2 separate regions of the Mus musculus genome follow, and region 1 is linked to region 2. A link is a contact called in public Hi-C data. All regions are on one chromosome and are shown on one strand. Each heading gives the region's core, a stretch centred on a gene start, on an enhancer-like site or on the middle of the called end of the contact. The rest is flanking DNA. Distances are from core to core; before and after follow the strand shown. Region 1 overlaps Sh2d1a (SH2 domain containing 1A). Region 2 has its middle 57 kb from the start of B230118I11Rik.

The links. Hi-C and Micro-C count contacts between places; a contact is called where the count stands out from the background.
Region 1: a Hi-C map of rod photoreceptor shows a contact between it and region 2, with 5 times the contacts expected there. The contact joins two enhancer-like sites. A contact is called at or near these places in 4 of 39 promoter capture datasets (embryonic stem cells, hippocampal neurons and liver), 1 of 484 Hi-C or Micro-C datasets (rod photoreceptor) and 3 of 9 other capture datasets (adipose tissue, liver and macrophages).

What each region holds. Positions count from the first base shown.
Region 1 is chrX:42,512,792-42,515,550 of GRCm38.p6, reverse strand. It overlaps Sh2d1a (SH2 domain containing 1A), which reads right to left. Exons shown (of 4, transcript NM_011364.4): 2 at 201-264. Among named protein-coding and RNA genes, the nearest start is that of Sh2d1a, 12 kb to the right of the region's middle. Within about 2 kb of position 1,335, at least 9 of the 459 cell types and tissues checked have an H3K27ac peak or open chromatin away from gene starts, as enhancers often do. A contact at or near this core is called in rod photoreceptor, where this site is marked.
Region 2 is chrX:42,319,103-42,322,060 of GRCm38.p6, reverse strand. No RefSeq gene overlaps it. Among named protein-coding and RNA genes, the nearest start is that of B230118I11Rik, 57 kb to the left of the region's middle. Within about 2 kb of position 1,405, at least 10 of the 459 cell types and tissues checked have an H3K27ac peak or open chromatin away from gene starts, as enhancers often do. A contact at or near this core is called in rod photoreceptor, where this site is marked.

The DNA.
Region 1 (2,759 bases), core at 86-2,585, 190 kb before region 2:
CTCACATAATGGTGGCTAAATAAGTCTGGAACCACAATTTTCTAAAGGCTTCTAAATGAACCATCAATGACTATAGAATTGAGCATTAGTGATTGAAATATTTTGGTAGTGTATAGTATGACTGCTCTTTTTTAAACCAACCTAGATTTCAAGCACTTTTCTTATACCCAGAGAAGTAAAAACAAATAAAAGAGCTGTACCTCGGCACTCCAAGAACCTGTTTCTGTCTGGGACACTCGATATGTGTAGATGTAACCTTGATACCTGTGAAAGAGTACATGTCCATTACTAATAGTTTTCAAAAGAACAATGAATGCTCTAAACTCGATCTTACTTTTATCTAAAAAGAGTACACAAAAAAAGTTACATACACTGGATAGACATGGACAGCTTCCTGGCAGTCGCAGGAAACAAAGCCATCAGATTTAATTTGCTTGCATATTATTTCAGCCCAATTACAGTTTCCAGTGATTTTTTTTCCTTAACGTAAGGTGGATTAATATACCTAAGTATTTGTCTAGTAGAAAGACTAGACAAAAAAAAGCTATAGACCTGCATCACTGACAAAAAAAATCATAAATTATAAAACACCTTTAACACAGCAGACTCTTACTGTTTTTTAAGTATACAGCGTCTTAAGCTAAATGCGGTTGACTGAAATAAGACCGGATTAAATTAACAGTAATACTGTCAGTATAAATTATTAAAGTAAGTATATCATGCTGTGAAATATAATTATTCTTATATTACTATTATAATAAATAGTAATATACTATTACTCTACCATTGTATAACATTGCAGTATAGCAGTGATGGTAATTGAATTTTAACAAGGAGTACTGTAGCATTGAATGCTATCCAGCCTTCGAAATAATTAAATTCTGCTAGTTACAACAATATAAATAAAACTGGAGGATAAGATGTCAAATATTTCTGGCATAGAAAAACAAAAAAAAAGTATCTAACATGTTAAAGTGTTGACCTCAAAGAAATACAGAATAGGATGGTAGTTACTATGGGACTAGAAAGATGGCTGAAAAGTTAAAAACACTTATTACTCTAGCAGACAACCCACCTTCAATTCCCGACACTTACACAGTAGTTCACAACCATCTGTGACTCCAGTTCCAGGGCACCTAATGGTCCTTTTTTAACCACCGTGAACACCAAGTAAGTGCGTGGTGCACATACATACATGCAGGGAAAACACTCACACATAAAATGTGTGTGAAAATGTGTAATAGAAGAGGGATCTGCATTCAGATGTGGTAATGTGTGCCCTTAATCCCGAACCTGGATCTGAACCTAGGTGGAAGCTATGTAGGTCAGTCCACCAGTAATCCTGTGCTAGGTCACCAGGATTAGCCCTCCTGCCTTGCCCAGGCAAGGGATGCAGGCAGTTGTCCTGCTCTCATGCCCTCAGAGTTGGCTCACCCATGCCCCACTACCAGGTCCAGCTCTACTGTGCTGCCTAGGCAAAGTGTGGGGCCAGTTCTTCCAAGTGCTGCGGTTGTGTTTGTTTGTTTTTGTATCACCCATTATTATTATCTATCATCTGACTGTGCATAAGCAAATCAGACATTTTTGTTCCTACTTCACTGTGCTGGTTAGTTTCTTGTCAACTTGATACAAGCTAGTCATTTGAGAAGAGGAAACCTCAATTATGAAAATGACTCTATCACACTGGCCGGTAGGCAGATCTGTGGTGTGGGCATTTTCTCGGTTAATGATTGATGTGGAAGAGCCCAGCTCTCTGCTGGTGTCCCATCCCCTGTATGGATTATATTTGTAAAGCAAGCTGAGCAAGCCATGGGGAACAAGCCAGTGAGCAGCATTCCTTTATGGTTTCTGCTTTACTTCTGCTTGACTCTCTCTGCCTTGAACTCTTGTCCTGACTTCCCTCAATAATAAACTTGAAGCTGGAAGATGAAATAACCCTTTCCTCCCCAAGTTGCTTTAAGTTACTGTATTTATCACAACATAAAGCAAAGCAGAATACTTAGTGCCCACTGCTCGGCAACTCCCTACCCTACACCTCTCCTACTTTCCCCAGCCACACTACTCTCTCAATCTCCATGGGAACGATTTTCTTAAACTCCACATATGAGTGAAAACATGTGGTACATGACTTTCCGTGTCTGCCTTATTTCACTTAGCATAATGACTTCTAGTTATATCTACATTTTTGCAAATGACAGGATTTCATTCTCTCTATGGTTGAACAAACTTCCATTCTGTTTATGTCTCCCTTTTCTGTGCTCACTCCTCAATTGATGGATCCTCGTGCTATTTCCATTTCTTGGCTTTTGTAAGTACTATTGCAATTAATCTGAGAGTTCAAATATCTCTCCAACATACTGGTTTCATTTTCTTTGGGTGCATACTCAGGAGTGCATAACTGAATAATGTGGTAGTTCTGGTCTGTTTGAGGATCTTCTATGTTGTTCTTCATATTGAACATGGAATATTCCATATTTCCAAATGATTGCCCTATTTACGTTTTTTTAAATAATGTGTAATGTTTCCCCTTTCCCAATCCTCATTTGTACTTTACTTTCTTTGATAGTAGCTTTTATTATTTATTTTTAGTGGAGTGATGGAATAATCTAGTCACTTTGAGTTTCATTTCCCTGGTGATCAGTGTACTGAAAATTTTTTCCATTGCTTTCCTTTTGATAAAGATTTATTTTATTTCTATTTTATGTGTTTGATCTCTGTGCCTGCATTTATGTCTGAATTATGTGTGTGCAGTGCCCATG
Region 2 (2,958 bases), core at 156-2,655:
CAGGTTATCTGCAAGAGCAGCCAGTGCTCCTAACCTCTGAGCCATCTCTCCAGCCCTTGAACTTTTCTCTCTTCTCTTCTCTTCTCTTCTCTTCTCTTCTCTTCTCTTCTCTTCTCTTCTCTTCTCTTCTCTTCTCTTCTCTTCTCTTCTCTTCTCTTCTCTTCTCTTCTCTTCTCTTCCCTTCCCTTCCCTTCCCTTCCCTTCCCTTCCCTTCCCTTCCCTTCCCTTCCCTTCCCTTCTCTTCTCTTCTTTTCTTTTTCTTCCTTCCTTCCTTCCTTTCATTTTTACATAAGTAATTGAGGCTTAATGAAATGAACAAAAATGCTCAGGTCACCAAGCCAAATAGTTCACTCGTGCAGCAATGCAACAAATCCTGACTGACTGTTGACTCTGCCCATCAAACTCTGAGTGGAATGTTAGGAACACAATGAACAACTGAGACAAACATAAGCCCTCCCCTTCTTGACATTTTCACATAATGGGAAAGACACAGGACAAATTGGGGTGGTTGAAGTAACACGGGCGTGGGGGAGGGACTCAAATTGCCTTGGAAACCATAAAGGAAGACTCATGAGAGCGAAGAGGAAATGAACAGCCGGATTATTAGCTGAAATGCCAGCACAGCTGAGGAGAGAAAGTGGTTTGGCTGTTAACCCAAACAGCAGTTTCGTGACCTAAATGATATTTATAATTCCAAGGAGATGAAAGGAAGGCAACTCCCAGGGCCATGACCCTGGTTCCAACATTCCTTTATACTTGGTTCTTTTCTTCCTGTTCCCAGGCACGGCAGAAGGCGCCAGAGGAGAAACACTTCAGTACGTTCACTGACAACTGCTGGATTAAATCCTATACATTTGAACACACCAGCATAAGGAGCATTGAAGAGTTTTCTTCTGGTTTTACCAATGGCACCCAGAACTAAAGAGGTTGCCAGAACAGAGATTAGCAACATACCTTTTGAGTAAGGTTTACAATGAGTTGAGGTGCACAATAGATTAATTATATGTACAGCCCAGTTTGGTTCACTAATGTAATGTATCAACAAATCTATCTTAATATCAGTTGTGTTAAAAACTAATAATAATTTGAGGCTATTACATTCTGGAAATAACAAATTTGAAATGTATAAATATATAACATATATATATGATACAGCTTAGGGTAAAACAATTTTATTTTGATTACTTTTATAATTAAATTTTCTCTAGCTCCTCATTTTCGTTTTCATGAGAATGTGCTTCTGTGCACAGCTCTACGAACACAGGAGTACACACTTACTTGGAAGGGCAAACTTGGCCTCATTTGCCTGAAGGAGAAAGAAAACTGGAAACTTGTTTAGTACCCAGAGGACCTGCATTTTCCTCAGCTGTTGTCACTGTTGCTACGACAGCATTGCCAGGCATTTGGAATTCAGTCCCATCCCTGACGTTAATGGGCGAGGCTTGTCTGAGCATAACACAGTGTGTTCAAAAGAACACCGTTGCAGTCTTGATAGGGAATAGCATCTAAGCATTTCAAGGTCATCAAAGCATCTGTAACCTCAGCTCACTAAACCTTCCAAGGCAGCAACAGCAGCAGCAGCAGCAGCAGCAGCAGCAGCAGCAGCAGCAGCAGCAGGTTTCCATTGGCATCCAAATAGAGGAACCAGATCCACCTCCCCTGTCCCCTGCTTCCCTCTTTCATCTCACTCTGGTGCAATTTTCCAAAGGTAAACATGTGGATGGAGTTTGCCAGAGTGTAGAAATACAAATGAGACTGCCTCCTTGGGAGAACCCAAAAGGGCCTGCAGAGTTATAGTGAGGGACTTAGCATAAAAAGGAGAGCTTTCCAAATCACGGGCTTTGACACACGGGAGAGCTTACATGGATTATAAGTAGGGCAATAATCATTAATCTTCTCAGGGTTTAGGACAGTCGGAGGTCAAGGGGGTCAGAGCCTGCATACCAGTCACTCTCAGCTGTTTGCAATCTATTACGGATTTTTCCAATGGGGTAATCATGGAGAACACAATCCGGAAATTTGCCTTCCTTTCTCCACAGTCATCCATATCTGAATGCACACGTGGACCTTACTACCCAACTGGTTCGTGCCAATTATGTACAAGGAAGTGACCAACCAACAGGATGCCTACCTTAAAATAATTGAGGGCAATGAGAGGAGAGGAACTGCTAATACCATCTCCCAATCCTTGTCCTCACACATGTTATATAGTTATATCTATCTGATTCTGTTAGCAATATCTAAGCTAGCCACACAGTGGCCTGCATGTATGCTTTGCAAGTTGATTGTTGCTGACGCAGCAGCAGATGCCCAACATGAAGACTCAGCTGTATTTATAACCCACTTGTAGGCTCGAAAGCCATTTCATCACAGTACTTATCAATGAAAGATAATAAAGTATTATTAAATGTCTTTTAATTATGTTGTTTATGATGTTGGAAATCAAACCCAGGGCTCTATGCATGTTAGATAGATGCTCTAACATGGAGCTTCAACTTCATCTCTATATCCTTTAAAGATAATTTTTCCCTGGGTATATATCGCAGTGGTAGAGTATTTGCCTAGGATGAACAAATCCTTATGTTCGATCTTCAGCACAGCATGCATATATGAGTAAAATTTAGATTGGCATGTATTCTGAAGTGATTATAAAACACCATTTAGATTTTTTTTTTGAGACAGGGTTTTTCTGTGTAGCCTTGGCTGTCCTGGAACTCACTCTGTAGACCAGGCTAGCTCAAACTCAGAGATCTGCCTGCCTCTGCCTCCCAAGTGCTGGGACTAAAGGTGTGCGCCACCACGCCCAGCTAGATTTGTTTTTATCATCACCTACTTATAACAAATAGTTTTTTTTTTTAAATCAATATTGACAACAAAGTATCAGTATTGATAGGGGACAGCATCTAAGCATTTCAAGCTTACCCAATGACACTGAAGGAAGTGGGCACAAGTTGCTCA